Regions from separate parts of the Mus musculus genome. Here regions 1, 2, 4, 5, 6 and 7 are each linked to region 3. The links are chromatin contacts, called in public ChIA-PET, HiChIP or PLAC-seq, Micro-C and promoter capture Hi-C maps. All regions are on one chromosome and are shown on one strand. Each heading gives the region's core, a stretch centred on a gene start, on an enhancer-like site or on the middle of the called end of the contact. The rest is flanking DNA. Distances are from core to core; before and after follow the strand shown.

Region 1 (2,700 bases), core at 73-2,572, 740 kb before region 3:
CCTGCTCCGAGGCACCTCCATAATCAGCAGTCCCAACTCTAACAAGCTGACAGTTCAGGGGGAAAGGAAGGCTGCGCCTGCTAGGATGCATCGTGTCCAGGCCGTAGGTTGGGCTGCTGAGCTCCGTGTCCCCCTAGCCCCAGGGCTGCGGCCTCACAAGAGCAATTGTGAGTTCACCCCTGTCCAGTTGGCTTACCAACCCGTCAGCACTCTGCTCCCCACTCAGGCAGGGCACCCCTCAAGACGCGCTCTATTAGCCGCACTACCACTAGGCCCTCCCAAGGGAAATGCCCTGTTCTGCCTTCCGGGCATACAGATGCCGCCCTTCTCTCCCTCGCTCGCCTGCTCACTCACACCGAAGCGGCCTCCCCAGAAAGGGGCAAACCTAGGAAAGGCTCAGTACCCAGACCACCCCCACCCTGGCTGGGGCTCTCCCCCGCTCGCCAGAGGCTGCCCAGAAAGAGCCTCCTAGGAACAGGAGAGGGGACACCTGGGTCAGGAGCAGGACACGGAACAAGCAGGGTCTAGATGGGAGGGTGAGAGCAGCGAAGGGCTGACGCAGGCTAGGCTAAGTCGTGAGAAGTCGGGGGAAGGGGACGGCTAGGGCCGGGGACAGGGAGGTGCAGGGAGGGGGGGAACACAGCTGGAGTAGAGAGGCCACACTTGAGGACCGACCGCAGAGAGAAGATTCCATGACGGTGAAGGAAACAAACCTAGGCAGAGTTCACTGGAAAGGGCTTATCGGGGTGCAGACTGGGGCCATGGAGAGGAGAAGAGTTTGGGGGAAGGGGACCTAGACTGGACCACTGGAGCGAGAACCACGGTCCTAGCCTGGGCCCTGGGGCCGAGGCAGGAGCCCAAGTACAGCCCATGGGATGAAGGCCTGCGAGAGGGGTGCCCGGCCTGGCCCCTGAAGGAAGGAAGGTCTAGCCTGGGATAGGCGAGACTAGCCTGGACTTGCAGGGAGAAGAACTGGGCTCCACATGGAGCCCAGGGCGGGGTCATAGGCTATCAGGGCCTCCCGCCGCCCACTCCGGACCCGAAGAGTGGCGTCTGCCTAGGGTCCGGGACCCCGCCCCTCCCCCACCCCGGATCCCCACCCTTCCCGGGCCGGGCGGGTCGGCGAAGGAGTGGACGCGAGCTCCGGCGGTGAGAGGGGTCCCGGGATGGAGCCGTGAAGGGGTCCCTTTACCATGGTGGCGGCGGCGGCGACGGTCCCTGTCCCGGCGTCTGTGGCTCTCCCCCCCGCAGCAGGGCCCTGCGCTTCCACTTCCCCGGGTGCCCAAGAGTGAACATCCGGGTCAGCGCCCCCCTCCCCCCCCCACCCCCCCGCGCCGGGCAGCCACCACCTTCCTTCCCCGCCCCGGCCAGCCCGACCCGCCCCCCAGCCGCCAGCTCCCGACCAATGAGAGCGCGGGGCCGCAGCGATCGCCAAGTATGGAGCGCCGCGCGGGGGGCGGGGACGGGGGCAGGCCCTGTGGTCGAGTGGGCGTGTCCTGTCTCAGGAGGGGCGGGCCAGGCGCAACGCTCCTGCGCGGCCAGGGCTGTGGCGTTCCGGAGGGACTGGGTCTACTTGCGTCCCTCCTCTGACTGTCAGCCTCGCTTCTCGCAGCTGCAGGACGCGGGCTAGCTGAGGGTGGAGCGGTTCACTGGTTCCCCTGGGCGGAGGATGCGGAAGGCGCCGAAACTAGGAGGGGACCGGCCCTCCGCAACCCACCCGGACCCGGAACTGGTGCGCCGGACGAGGCCCGGCCCCTACAGAGCGAGCGGAACCTGCATGGGGAAGCCGGCTCTGCCGCCCCTGTTGCTGAACACCTGCTATCAGGACCAGGCGGGCAGCTTTTAGGTACCAAAAGATGACAAGTGAATAAGCCATAAGGATCCCTGCCTGCACTTCATAGCTACCAGAGTAGTTGTGGGAAAGACCCGGGTAAGAAGACTAGAACATTTGGGTTCAATAAATGCTGTTTCATATACTTTTTTACATTATGTACAGAGAATCAGCCCGTTTCCCTAAATGAGTATCTCTCTCGAATCATATAGTGACTCAGAAATCCCTCTTTGTTTTCAGGTCTGAAGATTGAACGTAGAGCCTCAGGCAGGCTAGGCTAAGCTCTTCCACTTAACTGCAGCCCCAACCAGAAATTTGCTGTTCAAAAGAGTGAATTTTGTTTTGTTATCTAGAACTCAGGAGCCCTAGAATTGCACGTTTTGTTTATAACAACCCCCTACACGGCTTGCTCACCCTCCGTTTAGAGTCATATCAGGTCCTGAGAAGAGATCAGAAAACATCTGAGGGGAAACTGTGCCCTAGGCCTCTGAGCTTATAGTCAAGTGAAAGCTTGCAGGGACAGCCACCAGCAAAGAAAGCGTCCAGGTAAGTCTCTCAAGAATGACATAGACCAATATTACAGGAGTTCAGAGAAGGGAGTGGCACTTAGAAGGTCATTACACCGGAAGTATTTATCATGTAGCTATTGGCCAAGCACTGTGTAGGAAGCAGGCTGGAGAAATTACAGCTTTGAGCAAAATAGCCCATGATGGCATATGGCTTGTGGGTAAGATTTCACCTCCAGGAATAGAGCCTCTTACAGCCTGGGTAAGTACCCCTGTCCTGAGTTAAGGCCCCTTCAAGCTTGAAACCTGGTCAGAGACCAGGTACCCTATCTAATAAAGTATTGGGGGTGAGATGTGGAAAAA
Region 2 (2,700 bases), core at 99-2,598, 620 kb before region 3:
CAGACACGGAATTCTGCTAACTGTGGCTGGAGAGAAAAGAAGGCCAAGGGATCAGCCGCCACCGGCCCTGAATGCGCAGAACCTACTGAGCATCAGAGCTGGGATCGCAAGTGGGTCTCTGACGCTCCATCCAGGGGTGACCTTCTGTTTCCTCAGGCCTCACAGTGTGGAGTGAAAGACAGGGTCCGTCTTTTGGGTGCTGCGGCTGACTTCACCCACCTTTGGGTGTGAGTGGATACCGTTGATCTGCGGATTTGGACACCGGGCATCTTAAGCACCTTCTGCCTTGAGCACCTGGCGGAACTCGGTTCCACCAGATCCTTGGTTGCCTGGTGCTGGAGACCTCGGTAGAGGCTCTTGACCTCTCTGAGCCTCAGCGTAACACCTTCTTCCTGGTATTTATATTTCTGGCATGTATATTCTGGCTTTATAGTTGGGGGTAGGAATCTGGGTAGAGATATTCCAGGACAAACCAAGGCCATGAACGCAGTGGGCTCTTCTAAGTGGGAGGTATTTCCATTTCAAAAAAGATACGTGTCAGGTTCTCTTCACACTGCTGTACATTTTCTCTCCTCCTCCTCCTTTCCCTCCTCCCCTCCCTCTTCTTCCTCCCCCCTTTCCTATAGAAATGACCACTTTACGTTTCCTTTGCCCATTTCTTGTCCATTTCCTTCCACTAGAATGGAAGTTCACAGATGGGAAGCGTCATCTAATGTCGTGGTGTCCAGATAGATGGTCCAGAGCAGTACCTGGTACCTACAAGGTGTGAAGAAAACTTGGTCATCACTAGGAGGCGCTAGGCCCTACCCCTGTTTGCAGTGACTACCCTTCCAATGGCTTGGAGATTCCCAAATCCCTCACACTGAGACTTGGAGCGCCAACAGGTCAGGGAGGGGGACCTTCACCAAAATCACTCAGTGTTGTTAGAGAACTGGCAGGGTTGATCCAAAGGTGAAGTGTGGTAGAAATTATTTACCCATTGTATAGATCCAGCAGCTGAGGCTCAGAGGGATCTCAAAGGACTTGCTCGGTATTTCCCAGCTGACTTCTCTTGAAAGCTCGGTGATTCTTACAGTGAGTGGCTCGACCCCCATTGGGGAGCAGTCTCCGGGTACATACAGGTCACGTCCCCCTTCCTTGACTTCTGCCTGCGCCATCACCACATGTGGGCAGGGGAGCCACAGGCGAAGGTGTGGGGGCTGCGGGCGCCCGGGAGCGCTTGGAGCATCCTTCTCCAGGCCTAGGGTACCACAACCCCGCTCGCCAGCTAAGAGGGGCTCGACTCTGCCCGCCCACCGCGGGGCGGGGCGGGGCGCACGCTCGGAGCCTCCGGGACCGCGCGTGGCTGAAGCGTCGCGGGCTCCTGCGCACCATCTCCCCGGCTCGGGAGCCCTATGCCCGCCGCGCCACCAGCCGCTGCCTGTAGTCTCCAGCCCCGCGGCGCTTGCCGCAGTCGCCGGCAGCGGATCACCCGCGAGCGCCCAGGTAGGGAGCGCGGGCGGGAGGCGGCCAGGCGAGCCGGCGCGGCCGGGAGGGCGGAGCGCCGCGCCGCGCTGCGCTCCTCTGCCAGCCCTCTCTCCCCCACCAGGTCTGGCCCGGCCCGGTCCGCGGCCTCCGGTACCCGGGATCCTTCAGTGCCTAGGGGAGAAAGGAGACCTGCTTTCCGCCGCCGAGCTGCGCTCCTGTTCTTGGGCCACCCCATTGCGACCCCCACGCGCGACAGCTCGTGATCAAGCGTACTCACACGCCCACCCTCCTCAGAGAGACTGCCCCGACCGGAAGGCGGGAGTTCGCCTCCTGCTCCCACCTCCCCAGCCGTGCCTCTGGCCAGGAGCCCCACCCCCATCCTTAGGCATCCCCGGTGGCTCTATTCCATTCCAGGGCTCTCATCCAGCCCCAGCCCAACTTTCATGGACTCGGCGCATCGGTACCCCTCCCCAAACTTCTTACCCGAGTACTCCAGGTGGCCCCGCCATAGGAGGCGCCCCTACAATCTCTCCCCGACCTCTTGTAATGGTTGCTCGGTGACCTAAGAACCCTGTTTTGCCACCTACTCCTCTGAGGTGCAGTTTTTACCCATCTTGCTTTCTCTTCCTTTGGCTTCACCCTGTATCCGCATTCACCATATCCTGTCCTGGTCCTCAACCCTAGTCCCCATGGTTCCAGAGCCCGGCCCTGTCAACAGTAGCACCCCAGCCTGGGGCCCCGGGCCACCGCCAGCCCCAGGGGGCAGCGGCTGGGTGGCCGCTGCGCTGTGCGTGGTCATCGTGCTGACGGCAGCCGCCAATTCGCTGCTGATCGCGCTCATCTGCACGCAGCCCGCGCTGCGCAACACGTCTAACTTCTTCCTGGTGTCGCTCTTCACGTCGGACCTGATGGTGGGATTGGTGGTGATGCCCCCAGCCATGCTGAACGCGCTGTATGGGCGCTGGGTGCTAGCTCGCGGCCTCTGTCTGCTTTGGACCGCCTTCGACGTGATGTGCTGCAGCGCCTCCATTCTCAACCTCTGCCTCATCAGCCTGGACCGCTACCTGCTCATCCTCTCGCCGCTGCGCTACAAGCTGCGCATGACAGCCCCGCGTGCCCTGGCGCTCATCCTGGGTGCCTGGAGCCTCGCCGCGCTGGCCTCCTTCCTGCCCCTCTTGCTGGGCTGGCATGAACTGGGCAAAGCTCGAACATCTGCCCCGGGCCAGTGCCGCC
Region 3 (2,700 bases), core at 65-2,564:
ATCCCAGCTCGACTGCAACCCGATGCAACCCTTTACAAAGAAGTCTCCTAGGCTGATTCTTAAGGAGAGAAAGGGAAACTGAGGTCTTCAGATCACTGGTGGCGGTAGCCCAGGCCGGGTTCAAAGATGCCCGGAGCAGGAAGGAAAGCTGGGGTAGGTTCCCACGCCGATCAGCGGCTGCAAAGTTTAGGCCTGGCCTGAACGGGTGTCCCCCTCCCGTTCTCCCTTCCCCGTTCCCCGGTCTGTAGCCTCCGCCCCTCCGCTCTCTGTGCCACCGCAAAGGGCAGAACCTCCCTTCGCTGCCGCCTGGGGCTTTACCTTCAGTTGCCTCTTCCGCCTGCCTCACTGCCTCCACTGGCCTCTCTCAGTCCCTCCACCGGTCCCTGTACTGGATGATCAGATCACCTGTCCAGAACTCTGGGTCTCTACCCGTAGGTCTCCTTGTCTGTCACCCTCATTGTTCCAGCACTTCAGCGTCCTCCCTAGACTTGAGTCCCAGGCTCCCTTACAGCTCCCTCGCTTTAGCTCTCAGCCCACCTCGGTCTCCCGACCATCTCCCCACTTCACCTCGCCACCCCAGTCTTTTCCGGCAGCACCCTGAGTCTCGGTTTCCCTGGGGCTTCTCCAACTCCAATATCTCAGGCTAGACCACCCTTCTCCCCTCTGCCAAGTAACAGTGAAAAGCCAGTGCGACCTGAATGCTCCTCGCCCTTCCCCGCGGGAGTTAAGGTCCTTCCCCTGCAGCGCCCCACGCAGACCCCTAAGAAGCTCCAGGACCCCTTACCCCAGGGTGGCCGAGCAGAGAGAGTGCAGATGCGACTCCACTGCGCAAAAAGGGGGAGGGGTGTGAAACCTAAAAGCAAACTTTGGTGCGGTTGAGGACGCGGGTATAACCTTTGGGCCTCGGCAGCAAGTAGAGGCTACCACGCCCCCGGGTGACCCCGCTGGTGGCCCGGACAAGCGGGGACTCTTGCCCGAGGCCTGATCCAGCTTCCGCCGCAGGAGGGATCCCTAGATCTCGCAGATGGTCCTCCTACTACCGCGGGGACCCCTGAGCCCCAGCCAGGCTGCAGCACCAGCACCGCAGGGGGTAAGGGGCGGGGAACTCACCGCGCTTGCTCCGGCCGATCTGGCCCAGCTTGGGAGGCCGCTTGCTCTGCCCAGCCCCGAAGAAGTTGTTGGTGTCCTGCAGGCGGCACGAGAAGATCTGGCCCACGTCGCCGCCGTCGCCGTAGGGGCTCAGCTTCTCGTCGCCGTAGGGCAGCACCTCCGACATGGTCGCGTCCGGGGGCTCCGAGGCGGCACCTCCTCCGCCCGCGTCCCCGCCCGCGGAGGACAGGGTCAGCGGCGCTGGGGCCGGGGATGGCCGGCCGGGGACGGCCCTCGGGGCTGCCGCGGCGCTGGGGCCGGCGAGAGGCCGGGGAGGGACACCGCTTGGGGCAGGAGCGCGCAGCCCGCGCGAGCGACCCAACGAGCGCCCGCAGCTGAGCTGCGCTGCGCTCGGGCTCCGCGCGCGAGTGGCTGCTGCTCCGGCAGCGGCGGGCAGGACTCACATCCTCGGCGCTCTCGGGCGCGGGGCGGGGGCCGAGCCGGGCGGGGCCGCGACGCGCGGGGAGGAGGGTGTCCCTGCGAGCCCGGAGGGCGCGGGACCGAGGTGGGCGCACCCCGGGGAGCGCGCGGGCCAGTCCTGCCGCGGATGCGGGCGGCGGCAGCGGCGGCGACTCGGGGACTGTGAAGCAGCGAGCGGCCGAGGGGGAGGGGAGCAAAAAGGAGGGAGGGCAGGGGGAGGAAACCCGGAGGGAGGGAGGGAGGGAGGGAAGAAACCGAGAGGGCGACGGGGAGAAAAACAGAAAGACAGAAGAAGGCAAGGGGAGCGGCGGGAGGAGGGAGGGTGAGGAAGGAGGGAGAAAAAGAAAAGGGGGGAGACTAGATTTGGATCGGAGAGGCAGAGCGGAGAAGCGAAAGAGGGAAAAATAGAGGGTCGGAGAAGGAAGGAGGAGAGAGGGGGGACAGAGGGAGGCAGGGACGAAGGAGCAGCCTGCGAGCTGCTAGGGAGAATGCCAGCCCAGGCTGAAAGCGAGGCGCCAGAGGAGGGAGGGAGGAGGGGACCCGTGGGCCTCGGGGAGAGATCCCTGGAAGCTAAGCGACGTCACGGGGCCGCGCCGGACCGCGGCTGGCTTCCTGCCCCCGCCCCCGTTCCCTCCGTCCCGCCTGCGCTGAGGGGCCCCGGTGCGCCCCGCCCCGCCCCGCCCCGCCCCGCACGGCCCGCGCCCCTCCCGCGCGGTGTTTACCCGACCCGGAGCCTGTGCGCGCCGGCTCGGCTGGCTGTGACTCCCGAGGGGAACCCGAAGCAGTGGGAGGGGAGGGGACCGAGGACGCACCGGCCGGGAAGGACGCGGATGCTGACCTCCCTGGAGGCCAGTTACAGAGGTCAAGGATCGGAGCGTACTGGGCCACCCGCGGGCACTCCTCTCCCTTCCCCCACCACACTTGTGCCCCACTTAGACCCTGCCGGGCATTCCTCTATCCCCGTGCCCACTGGATCTGCCAGGAAGGCCTTTTTCTCACTTCTTGTCCCTCTGTGCGGGGGCCCTGGCTCCCCCCGCACCAACCCCGGGGACAAGAAGGAGGGGAGGAGGGGGCAGCCCCGCCTCCCGCGGGATAGGGGAGAGCCTCATTACTCTGGGCTTGCCCGGGATG
Region 4 (2,700 bases), core at 59-2,558, 520 kb before region 3:
TTTTAAGTCCAGGGGAGTGGGAAACTGAGGCTGGAAGCAGCATCTTCGGTGATGCCCAGAGGTTCAGGCGGTTTGGTAGGGTTCTAACTAGGAGGATGGGGCCCTGGGTTCCTTCCTGACTTCTCAAACATACTGGGTAATTGGGGATTTTGGTGGCCTTGTCTTTCTGCCTAGCTGATTCACCCTGAGGAGTCTTCACTACTGTGTCTTCAGAGCCTACACGATGACACATAGTAGGTGCTCAATAAATATACCCCGTGAGTGGCGTCCTGGGAAGCCCTACAGGGGTGTGTTCCCTCCTACTTGAAGGCAGCAGTGGCCTCAGGATCAAACCTGCAGATTTAGCCAGCCCCAGCTTCTACTCTGGGTCACCCCTGGCAAGGACAAGGACATCATGGAGGCCAGTTTTGAACCTAACACTGGGTCAAACTCTGAAGTCAGCTCACCCTAGTTAACCTCTTTGCTCTGACTGCCTGGTCCTGGCCAAAATCATCCCATTGTTCCCAGACTCAGTTTTCCCGGATGTAAAAACCTGTAATGTGAAATGTCCCCTACTCTGTAAAAACCCGCAGCGGGGCGAGAAGCCACGCCCCCGTCACAGCAGGAAGGGGCCGGGCCTTTCCGGGACTCTAGGGCTTCCCAGGCCTCGGGGAACTGAGTCTGGAGACACAGAGGGTGGGAGTGGGTGCCTGGAGCTCCCAGTACGCAGGGGGCGTCCAGTGACCCTGCGTGACCTTGAGCAAGGTCCTTTCTTCCCTTCAAACCCAGCGACCGGTGCCCTGGGCTGTGCTGGCAGGCGGGGGCCGCTGGCATGCTCGTTGGCATCAGTTTCCCCTCCAGCTACTCAGGAGTCCCGAGAGCACTTCCGGGTTCGGAAGCGCAGTGGAGGCGGCGTGGGGACGATCGGGGCTCCCCGCGGGCTTACCTGGAGGCGGCAGCGACGGATGGGACGACGGCAGAACTTCTGGCAGCCCCGCAGCTCCCGCCCTGGCGCTCCCCGCCTGTTCTCTCCCTGGCCCAGCCGCCCCACACCGGCCCGGGCCGGTCCCGCCTGCGCAGCCCTAGGGCCCGGGCCTTCCGGGCTGGGCCGGGCGCACCGCCACCTAAGCCACCAAAGCCATCGCCCGGGTGCTGGCCTTGGGACGGGACCCGCACTTCTGTGTCTCCCGCTCCCCAGGAAGCGAGAGCGCGGGGCACAGGAGGGGTCTGCAGAGAGTGCTCACCAGGGGCTGGGCTGGCATGAGGGGAGTTCGAGCAGACACTTGAAGGGGAAGCTTCCAAATTTTGCCGCCACACTTGAAAAGAGCCTGTCCCAGAAGGTGCCTCCCCCTCCTGTGCACACTGCTCGGTGAAATTTGCAACACCCACGCCTTCTGATCGTTCTTTCACTTTCTCTAATGCTCGCCAGTCGTTGCACCCGTGGCTCTTCCGTCCCACGGGCCTCCGTTTTGGGGTTCCATTCCTGTTAGACTAGCCACCCACTCAGCTCTAGTCTTTGAACAAGTATTTGCTGAGCACCTACTACGTGCCAGCAAGGTTATGGATTAGCACACCAGGCCTTCGGGCCCATATTTTAATCGTAGTATTTAACACTGAAGTTGATTGTTTTCCTGTTTGCCAATTTATAATCTGGGTATCCCACACTAGAACTTAAAGACCCCAAGAATGGAAGGGGGGGTTGTCTCCCATGCCTCATCCTCCGCTCTCCTCATTTGGGAGCCGGCTCTTGGTTGCCCAGGCAACCTGTGAAATTTCATCACACCTAATCTACAGGTGAGGAAGTAGGTGGCCATCCTGGTCAGGGCTGGAATCTGAGTCACCATGACCTCTGACGTCGTTGCTCTTTCCCCTGGAGAAGATAGGCTGGAGTTGGAAATGGAAAAAGTTCTCGAGCGGACAGATGAGACGTGCGGCATTCCAGCAGGGAGCCTTATGACTCAGGATCCGACTGGAACGCTAGAGGGCCTCCATCACCTGATCTCTCTATCGGCCAATCAGGACCTAGAAGAGCTAGGAGGTTATTGTAGGTCAAAAAAGGACAGTTGTGGAGGGTTGAAGGATTCTAGCTGAGATTCTGGGCATCACTAAGTTGGGGAAATAACCATACCAAGGTGGCACGCTCCCCCCGCCCCCCGCAAATATCATGGAATTTTAAAAGATCCTATTGTTGTCTATGAGGAATGGAGGATTGGAGTGACCAGAGGCCACCGATTAAGAAGCGGTCCTGAGCTGAAGTAGCCAGCCTCAGCCTGAGCAACTAACTACCTTAGCCTTTCAGATGTGAGACAGCTGCCGTTTTTTTTTTTTTTTTAATTTCAGCATAAGTTGATTTTAGTAAGTTCTTGATATTAAAAAAAAATAAATGTAACTCTGAAAGTTAAAAAAAAACGGTCATTCTCTAATGGAAAACAGAATCACAATGGATAAAGAAAATCAATATGGAAAATAGTTTTAGAAAAGAAGACATACTCAAAACAAAGTGATCGCTTAGGTGGGGTTTGGGGACAGTAAAGACGCAGGGAGAACACTGCGAGTGACTCCTCTGCTTTTAGTCCATAGCCACATATCAATATTGATTTTTTAAAAAAATCTTGTCCAATGTATCAGTGTTAAGATTGGAAAGTAAGGCAAAGGTCACATGGATTTTTGCTGAGGACTCTGCACTATTTCTGAAACTCTCCTGTCCGCTGGTCGCTCTAA
Region 5 (2,700 bases), core at 145-2,644, 930 kb before region 3:
AGCCTTGTTCCTGCCTCCTGGGGCATCCGAATACACAGACACACATACACGTGGATTTTTTTTAAAAAAAAGGAGGAAAAGAAGGTAAAATAAAAAGATGCTAGATAATTTGAGACTTTCTGATACTTGTTTTCATCTTCAAAACAACCTTGGGCATAATTAAGCAAGAAAATCTATTTGTTAGAACTTAAATTATCAAACCCAGACACTATTTTATTATAAATTGTTAAAGATCATTCATCCAAAACATCACAGGCAGTGACAGTTGTTGTGATAAATAATAATGCCAAACCACAGCAATTTCCAAATAACACAACTTTCCAAATAACCTTTAGACATATCCTGCTGACCAGCAAGGTAAAATGACCCGCTTAGCAATTTCAGAGAGTTACTGGGGCAAGTAAACTTGGTTTGGCTAGGAAAACGAAAGTGAGAAAACAGGCTTTAAAAGCATGAGTCTTCTATTAAACTCATTTGCTCTGAGCCCCGTAGTCAGGAAAAGGTAGACACAGAGATCACCACATTCCCATGAAGAAATACGACTCTTGCAATCTAACAATCTGTATACAAAGGTATGAACACATTAACAGCAAGCCAAGGAACAGTCCCGTAAATAAGAGTCTGTAAAGCATTTTATTGAGAAAGAGAAGGACTCCGATCTCGGATATACGCAATTACAGTGCAAAGTAAAACCGAAGTATTCAGTGGTAACTAGTGGCTTCAGTCACAGAAACAGCACGTGCCCCCAGTTATCATAGCACCAAAGAAAGACCGTTATTAAACTATGTGGTAGCTCTCCAAAGTAAACCTCCGGTTCTGGTGACAGGGAGAAATGCAAACTCATCCACGCCCTGACCTTAACGCGACTGAGGTGGATGGGGAGGGGGGGGGCCGGGGGCAGCGGGCCGGGTGACACTGGCCCAGCAGCACCGTGCATCTCAATAGCCAGTTCTCAAATGCGTCCGGCCACGCCCTCCAGCCAGAGCAACCATAAAAGTTTTGCTCCGGAGGGTAAATCAAGTCAGGGATGGTTCACGCCAGAGCTGGGTGGAAACCAGAGGCGCTCTCGTTCCCAGCGCCCGGGAGTCCCGAAGGCATGCGTGGGGTGGATTCCCTGACAGAGTGGACTCACGAACCGGCCCGTCCTCCCCTCCCCCCCCACCCCGCCCGCCGGCGCCGCCGCCCGGTACCTCTCGATGACTGAGGCCACCAGCTGCGGCAACTCCTTCATCTCGAAGGCGGAGTAGGACGCGGACAGGAGGGGCCGCACCGCCACCTCCCAGCCCGGGGTCGTGTCCTGCCCGGTCGCCGGGGCTCCGGGCGCTGGAGCTGCTGCCGCCGCCTCTTCGCCGCCGCTCGTCGCCATCTTTCGTCGTACTACTGCGGCTCCCTCCGGGGGCTTGCCACCGGCCCAGCGCCGCCTCCCGGGAGGGGGCGGAAGTGACGCAATCGTGCGCGTCAGACAGCGCGCCGCGGGTCGCCCAACAAAAACGCAAAGACCTGGACGGCCTCTGACTTCTGCGGGCTTAACCCAGGGTAGTGCGCCTGCGCACGATTGAAAATGCCAGAGGAGGGCTAGGAGCAATGCCCTCTGCGCGTGCGCCATGGCGGCGAGCAACCCTGCGCATGCTCGCGGGAAGCAGTAACTACCGCGCGTGCGCGGGCCCCGCAATAAGCGGCAATATGGTTCCCCAACCTCCTGGAAATGTAAGTTTGTGACTTGGATTCGGAAGAGATGTCTGAACGGCGCCATCCTAGGACAGACAGGGGGGAGAGGAGGCCACAACCTGCTCAGTGTTAGTCACTTCCTCTGCCCAGTGTACCGCATGAGCAGCCAGCCATTCTAGCGCTTACCACTTGGCAAACTTTCTGCGCACACCTTCGCTTAGTAATGATTTTCTTCATGAATTCCTATTTCGCAGCCACTTCTTTATATATTTAGAATTCCTTCGATAATAATCTAGAGAGAACGTTAAGCTTTTTTGAAATTTGGTCCCTATAGGCCAAATTGTCTGCGAACCTTCCTCCCTCAGACCCCAGAGGGTAAGCATTAGTAGCCATCGCAGCAGTCTTTCAGGGGCCCCTATTTGGGTTGACTGTTGATTTCAGCAATCCTTCTATCTTCACCTCCAGTGGAATTACAGGTGTGGGTGTCCACACCTGTTTATAGTTCTGTCGGGAAGGGGGAGGATGGTCTTATTTTATTCGGGCGTTTCCACTGTAGCTCAGGCTGACATGGAACACTAACACAATCCTCTTGCCTCAGCCTCTCAAAGTGCCAAGATCATCACCACGTCTGGCCATCAGCAGTAATAACAAGTCTCATATTTCTGGCTTTGGGGTGTCAAGGCACTCGGAATAAACATCTTCCTTTTCAAATACATAATTTAGTAGTGGAGGTTCTTGGGATAACATCTATGTTGTAAATTTAGACTGAGGAGCTCAAGAGATAACTTGACAGTTCCATTCTCACCACCCAGGTCTAGCTGTTATGGTTGTAACTCCAGTTCCAGGAGATCTGCTGTCTTCTTCTGGACTCTATAGAAACCTCCATTCCCAGGTGCACACACCCTCCACACATATACACACATGTATGGTGTGTGTGTATATATATATATATATATATATATATATGCGCGCACATAAATCTATTTAAAGTGTTTGGTATGCCATCACTGGGGAGGCAGAGAATTACCACAA
Region 6 (2,700 bases), core at 156-2,655, 860 kb before region 3:
GAGATCCACTCACTTAAGTGAGCTTTACCCCATGTGAGTCTATGGAGCCCACTGTACAGGAACCGGGAGGAAGAACCTCAGAACAGGTAAAAGTGAGGCCTCTTTACGTATCAGGCACCCTCCTGAGACTCCAATAGCTTCAAGCAAATGAAGGGCGGTTCCCCTCCCCTTCCAACGCGGGACACGCGTCACTGATCACACACGTACTTTGCAACTCTCAAACTCCATATTCCAATAGCTAGGATTGCAGTCTCCGGTGCACCCTACTTACACTGTAGGGCCCATCCCCAGTTCTCTATGGGCTCTGCCTACTGCTCTTCCCGACAAGCTACTCTTTCCTGCACTCCTCAGCAATCGCGGCTACAGTCTTCCTCGTTGGACCTTTAACTCTCCGTGGAGAAATCACTTCTCCCACGGTAGCCTACAGAGCTACAGAGTTTGCCATTGTAAGACCTGGCACAGAGAATGGGCACAAAGGCCGAAATGCCCTCTCCCGACGCCACCTTTCCGCCCCTGCCCCCAGCTGGGCCCTAGGCATTGTTGCCACAGGTCTCCTTGAGATCCACAGGTGCTGTCGACTGCACGGGACAAAGTCTAGTCCGGACAAAAGACCGGAATGATAAGCATTCTCCAGGAGCGCAGAGGTGGTGAGGGCAAGAGGGGTAGGCACGAACAAAAAGCCTGGTGGGGATGGGGGGCGTGTCGGGGGTGGGGGGGCGGCTATGGACAACGGTTGGCCGGGAGGCAGGGATTGCGGTAGGAAGCAAAGCGCCCAGAGTAGGCTAAACATTAGCGTAGGAAGCTTCCTCGCACCCGCCTCGGTAGCTGCAACTAGAAGTTTCTAAGGAGAGGCGGGACAAAGTTCAGTTCACTAGTTCAGGACTCCAGTTGCCTTGGGAGCTTGGGGTAGACCCAGCTGTGGATCCGGAGCTTCCGAAGCTCCTGGATGCAGATCCTGGCTGGTGCACGCCGGTTGCGGGCACCGGCTCAGCTCTACTCGGTGCGGGGGGCGGGGGAGGCCGGGTGCAGCGGTTACCTGTGCAGTCGCCGCTGCCCAGCCCGAGCCCCAGGCCGCCCAGGATGTTCTCGGACTGGCCGTCGCAGTACATGAAGGCCGTGTCCAGCTCGCTGTGGCCGCGCTCCAGGAAGGCGCGGACCGAAGCGGCGCTAGCACTCGCATCCATGCGACGCCCCATCTCCATGGTGCCCAGCACCGTAGCGGGCCGGAGAGGGGCGCCAGAGGCGGCGCGGGGTGGCGGAGGCCGGGACATGGCGAGAGGACGCCCGACCGAAGTCCCGGAGCGCTGCGCGGAGCGAACAGCAGCGCGGCCCACGGCTCTGGACGCTGCACGCAGCATGGAGACTGCGCCTGCGCACTCGAAGCTTCAGGCTCCGCCCACGGCGGGGGGCGGGACTTCGCGGAGGTCAGCTGATCCCGGCGGGCTCGGATCCTGAAGCTGACACCGGCTGTGGATCTTGAACTGGTGAGGATGAAGGGGGCTGGCGGCTGTCCCGGGCTGGGGGGTCGGGACTCCAGACGCGCCCAGCTAAGTCTTTTCTACACCCTCCTCCAGCTCTGCACGGTCCCCGGCGCTGGTCCCCTCCTGGGGAGCGGGATCGTGGGTCTCTGCCCAACCTGGCCAGGGATCCGGGACGGCCCCACTTCTTACCTGCAGGTCCTTGCCTTCCGGCCTCTCGGCTTCCCTGGACTGGGCGGCCTTGTTTTCCCTGCTCTGGGTGGGGGCCTCGCGGCGCTTGCCCCAGCCGCTGCCCTATCATTATCCCTCCGAACCCGCAGAGTCACCGGAAGGAGTTAGAGCCTTGGTTTGGAGGCCAGGAATGGGTAGGATCCCGGAGCCATTGCGCTCCCCTGACACATTCTCCGTAGCTCTGCAGGTAGGGAACCCAGAATGTCCCATTCCTCGCCAAGCTCACCGCAGGATTCCACAGAGGGCTGGTTAGAAATGTGAGGTAAAGGCAGGCGGATATCTGAGTTCGAGGCTACCCTGGTCTACAGAGCTAATTTCAAGGCAGCCAGGGGCTACACAGAGAAACCCTGTCTCAAACTGCTCCCGTTCCCACCTGCCCAAAAAAGAAAGAAAGAAGTGTGTAGTTTCAGGTTCACTTCGTGTGTACTCCATGCTACAATGTGGTCCAGGGGGCTACAGCAAGAACAGAATATTACTGTTGACTGTGCCAGATAGGCTTTGGTGGGAAGCACCTTCCTGGCTTTGCTTGGAATTGGGGAAGAGCTGGATGTGGCAGGAGATACTGTCTCCTGGCCAGCCTTTACGGACATGAGCCGCGAAAGCCAATCCCCTAGTGGGGAATGTATGTAGCTCAGTGGTAGAGCACTTGACTAGCGTGGGATATGGAGGTTTGGCCTGGGTTTTATTGTAGTCTGCATGCAGTTTAGGAGGTAAGTAAGTGCCTTTTAGGATTTCCTTCATTGTATACATCAGAATGCTGAAACTCCAACACTTGCCCAGAGCGACATCTCAGCCCTGGGCCCGCTCAATTTACAAGTTTCCTTGCATACGCTTCCCGCTCCCGCCTCCCCTCTTTTTTCTTGTTCTGTTTCTTTCCTCCTTTTTTTTTTTTCTCTTCATCATGCTTCCTTCCCTCTCCCTCTCCCTCTCCTTTACATTTTCCGAGCCTTTTGTTGTACAGCTGGTGCATCCAGACCCACGAGACTGGGAA
Region 7 (2,700 bases), core at 156-2,655, 900 kb before region 3:
CCATATACATGGGAGACAATACCAGTCTGCCAGCTAAATGTAACACCTACCTACTCAGGCAACACCCCAGAGTCCTCGGCCTAATTAATTTTTAGCGGCAACAGACTTCCAGGGGCACGGCTTGCACACTGTTGCAATGGGGAAATGCTGCTGTCTGAGGCACACTGATTGAGCCTGGCATTTAGATGACATCTCTCATTTAGACCACTGTGTTATTTAGCCTAGTTTGTTTTAAAGGAGCTTCTGGGGTTTGATTTTTTTTTTTTGGTTTTTCGAGACAGGGTTTCTCTGTGTGTAGCCCTGGCTGTCCTGGCACTCACTTTGTAGACCAAGCTGGCCTCGAACTCAGAAATCCACCTGCCTCTGCCTCCCGAGTGCTGGGATTAAAGGCGTGCGCCACCACGCCCGGCTTTGGGGTTTGGTTTTGTTTTAAGATTTATTTATTTATTTTATGTATGTGAGTACACTGTCACTGTCTTCAGACACACCAGAAAAGGGCATCAGATCCCATTACAGATGGCTGTGAGCCACCAAAGTCCAGATAGGCTAATGATTGTTGGGACCAGGACCCAAAATGAACACCTTTAAAAAAAATACATATGTATGTGTGTGTGTGTGTGTGTGTGTTAGTTGTCTGTCAATTTCCCCAGAAGCATACAACTGATAAGTAGCCAAATGCTTATTCAATCTGAAATAAGCACAGTCAGAAGGAAGGGGTGAGCGAACGAATGTCAGTTTGGAGAGGGAGAGGCCACACTGCACCCAGAGAGTCCCTCAGAGGAAAAGGCTCACTTTAGAACTTGTGAGACAAGTGGACTAAGTGACACCAGCTAGTTTCAGGCTTAAAGTTCACTGGGGCTAGTGACCTGGGACCCAGAAGATCACAAACCTGACAGCCACAAAATCGGACATGACAGGAAAGGAGGGAACTAGTGACCTCTGACCAAAACCCTTAAAGCCTGCCTTCACTGCGGAGCAATCTGCACCGTCACACACAGGGCGGCTTAAAGAGCTCCCTCCATGCTTAACATAAAGCTCTTGGGTTGACATCTTACGACTCTTCATATCTGAAGAGGAGACTCTCACATTGTCATTCTGCACAGGGTGCAGCATTCATTCATTCATTCACTTCTCCCTGAAAGCACCCTCCCGCACCCCCGTTAAGTTATAGTCTGGGTTCGGCTCCATAGCAAATCTCCTTCAGATTAGCAGGAGGGAGACAGATGCTGAGGAAGCAAACACCGACGTCCTGGAGAAGCGTCACCTGTACGCACCAGTCAAACTTGCCCACTTGGTCTTCGTAGACCGCGGCCGCAGGGACGAGCAGCACAGCAGCCCAGATCCAGAACCCAGACGCCACCGCGACCGCCATGATTGAAGCCCAAGCACCGCCTGCCGCCAGCCCGGCATGCACCGGGCCTCAAGCCCCTCCCTCCGCAGAGCCATAGAGAGGAACCGGTTCGCGAGGGACTTGGTGGAGTGCTCGGGACTCGGAAGCCGCCGGGACTGGAGGGACCCGGGACCTGGGCAGAGAAGTGGCCTTCAGGACACTGGGCGGAGCGCAGGCGGGGAAGAGAGGGCTCGCCACAGTTCAGGCACACGCGAGGGGCAGCCCCGAGCGCCGTCCCATAAGCCCCCGCGGCAGCCGGGTCCTAACCGGCCGCCCAGTCTTCCGCCGCACGTGCCTTTGCCGCGATGCCCAAATCCAAGCGAGACAAGAAAGGTAGGTTCGGGGGGCCTGCGTCAAGGGGGCGAGGGGGACGCGGGTGAGACGCCGGGGCCTCTCCGAGAGGCTCGGCCGGCCGAGATAGCGAGAGAGCTGGAAACTGGTCCGGGCCGACAGCAGTCGCATAGCCCAGGCTCTCCTCGAACTTGCCAACCAGGATAGTCTTACACAACTAACCTTGCTGCTTCTACCTCCCGATTGCTGGAATTACAGGCAGCATCACTAAACCAAGTACGCTCTTGTTAGGCAAACACTACCCACATAGCACTGGTCTACATCCCCTGGCATGTGCGAGCGACCGTGTGTGTTTGAGAGAGGATCTTGACGATGTAGCTCAGATTTGCTTAGGACGGTCTCATTATCTCAAGAAAATAGGGGTTTTACAGTTTCGACTACTGCATGTTTTGTTTGTCTATTTATTGCTGGGGCCTTGAACTCTTCCAACTGTCTGCCTTGGCCCCAAATACTAGGATTCCATACTGAGCCACTACATCAAGCTAGCGGGCTGGCGCTTTTGTGGGTGTTAGAAGACAAGACAGTTGAACAAAAAGGGTCCGGCTTCATCAGACTCACCACCTTAGTTAGGGGTGTGTGTCTGTCTGTCTGTCTCCTATACCCCTGTCAAGTCAGTATAATGTGTCAGGTAGTCCAAGTGGAGTATGGAGCAGGTGGGAGTGATAGTGTTTTGCATAATGTTGTCAGGAAAACTCTCAGCGGTTAGAGAAGGTCGTTTGGAATAGAGGGAACACAAAATGAAAGGGGTCTGTGGTGTGATTAACATATTGTGGGACAGCCAGTGTGGCCATAGTGAACAAAGTGGGCTTAGAGGAAAAGACCCAGCCTTTGGTGTGGCTTTGCTTTGAAAGGGTCCCTTGATAGCACAGAGAATATGAAGGCAGCAAGGCCAGCAACCACCTGCAGCATGCTAAGTCGCACCAGAATCCTAGCGGTGGAGAGTCCGGGAATGACTGGCT

What was found. Promoter capture Hi-C pulls out the DNA fragments that hold promoters and counts their contacts. Hi-C and Micro-C count contacts between places; a contact is called where the count stands out from the background. ChIA-PET counts read pairs in DNA pulled down with a chosen protein or histone mark. HiChIP or PLAC-seq counts read pairs in DNA pulled down with a chosen protein or histone mark.
Region 1: a Micro-C map of embryonic stem cells shows a contact between it and region 3, with 2.1 times the contacts expected there. The contact joins the promoter of Capzb here to the promoter of Camk2n1 in region 3. A contact is called at or near these places in 1 of 39 promoter capture datasets (cranial neural crest), 3 of 484 Hi-C or Micro-C datasets (all in embryonic stem cells) and 2 of 115 datasets of contacts at active chromatin or transcription factors (memory CD8 T cells and pancreatic cancer cells).
Region 2: a contact with region 3 is called in a Micro-C map of embryonic stem cells, with 2.2 times the contacts expected there. The contact joins the promoter of Htr6 here to the promoter of Camk2n1 in region 3. A contact is called at or near these places in 14 of 484 Hi-C or Micro-C datasets (B cells, the G1E-ER4 cell line, the N1E-115 cell line and 4 more), 8 of 115 datasets of contacts at active chromatin or transcription factors (craniofacial prominence, embryonic forebrain, embryonic stem cells and 2 more) and 1 of 9 other capture datasets (embryonic stem cells).
Region 4: an H3K4me3 HiChIP or PLAC-seq map of embryonic stem cells shows a contact between it and region 3, with 8 times the contacts expected there. The contact joins the promoter of Tmco4 here to the promoter of Camk2n1 in region 3. A contact is called at or near these places in 8 of 39 promoter capture datasets (cranial neural crest, embryonic stem cells, hippocampal neurons and 3 more), 5 of 484 Hi-C or Micro-C datasets (CD4 T cells, embryonic stem cells, liver and 1 more), 9 of 115 datasets of contacts at active chromatin or transcription factors (T-cell acute lymphoblastic leukemia, embryonic stem cells, epiblast stem cells and 3 more) and 1 of 9 other capture datasets (embryonic stem cells).
Region 5: an RNA polymerase II ChIA-PET map of memory CD8 T cells shows a contact between it and region 3, with 6 read pairs. The contact joins the promoter of Ubr4 here to the promoter of Camk2n1 in region 3. A contact is called at or near these places in 2 of 115 datasets of contacts at active chromatin or transcription factors (memory CD8 T cells and pancreatic cancer cells).
Region 6: an HNF4G HiChIP or PLAC-seq map of pancreatic cancer cells shows a contact between it and region 3. The contact joins the promoter of Slc66a1 here to the promoter of Camk2n1 in region 3. A contact is called at or near these places in 2 of 39 promoter capture datasets (cranial neural crest and neural stem cells) and 3 of 115 datasets of contacts at active chromatin or transcription factors (craniofacial prominence, embryonic midbrain and pancreatic cancer cells).
Region 7: a promoter capture Hi-C map of cranial neural crest shows a contact between it and region 3. The contact joins the promoter of Emc1 here to the promoter of Camk2n1 in region 3. A contact is called at or near these places in 2 of 39 promoter capture datasets (cranial neural crest and second pharyngeal arch cranial neural crest), 1 of 115 datasets of contacts at active chromatin or transcription factors (embryonic limb bud) and 1 of 9 other capture datasets (adipose tissue).

The regions. Positions count from the first base shown.
Region 1 is chr4:139,191,521-139,194,220 of GRCm38.p6, reverse strand. It overlaps Capzb (capping protein (actin filament) muscle Z-line, beta), which reads right to left and starts at 1,322. Exons shown (of 9, transcript NM_009798.4): 1 at 1,193-1,322. The coding sequence starts at 1,195.
Region 2 is chr4:139,074,218-139,076,917 of GRCm38.p6, reverse strand. It overlaps Htr6 (5-hydroxytryptamine (serotonin) receptor 6), which reads left to right and starts at 1,348. Exons shown (of 4, transcript NM_001377096.1): 1 at 1,348-1,485; 2 at 1,589-2,700. The coding sequence starts at 2,157.
Region 3 is chr4:138,453,762-138,456,461 of GRCm38.p6, reverse strand. It overlaps Camk2n1 (calcium/calmodulin-dependent protein kinase II inhibitor 1), which reads right to left and starts at 1,314. Exons shown (of 2, transcript NM_025451.2): 1 at 1,111-1,314. The coding sequence starts at 1,276.
Region 4 is chr4:138,971,513-138,974,212 of GRCm38.p6, reverse strand. It overlaps Tmco4 (transmembrane and coiled-coil domains 4), which reads right to left and starts at 1,308. Exons shown (of 17, transcript NM_029857.3): 1 at 926-1,308.
Region 5 is chr4:139,379,353-139,382,052 of GRCm38.p6, reverse strand. Ubr4 (ubiquitin protein ligase E3 component n-recognin 4) reads right to left here and starts at 1,394. Exons shown (of 106, transcript NM_001160319.1): 1 at 1,191-1,394. The coding sequence starts at 1,366.
Region 6 is chr4:139,309,413-139,312,112 of GRCm38.p6, reverse strand. Slc66a1 (solute carrier family 66 member 1) reads left to right here and starts at 1,405. Exons shown (of 9, transcript NM_145384.3): 1 at 1,405-1,484. It overlaps Akr7a5 (aldo-keto reductase family 7, member A5 (aflatoxin aldehyde reductase)), which reads right to left and starts at 1,369. Exons shown (of 7, transcript NM_025337.3): 1 at 1,037-1,369. The coding sequence starts at 1,358.
Region 7 is chr4:139,351,292-139,353,991 of GRCm38.p6, reverse strand. Emc1 (ER membrane protein complex subunit 1) reads right to left here and starts at 1,405. Exons shown (of 24, transcript NM_146157.4): 1 at 1,275-1,405. The coding sequence starts at 1,372. Mrto4 (mRNA turnover 4, ribosome maturation factor) reads left to right here and starts at 1,416. Exons shown (of 8, transcript NM_001290810.1): 1 at 1,416-1,723. The coding sequence starts at 1,696.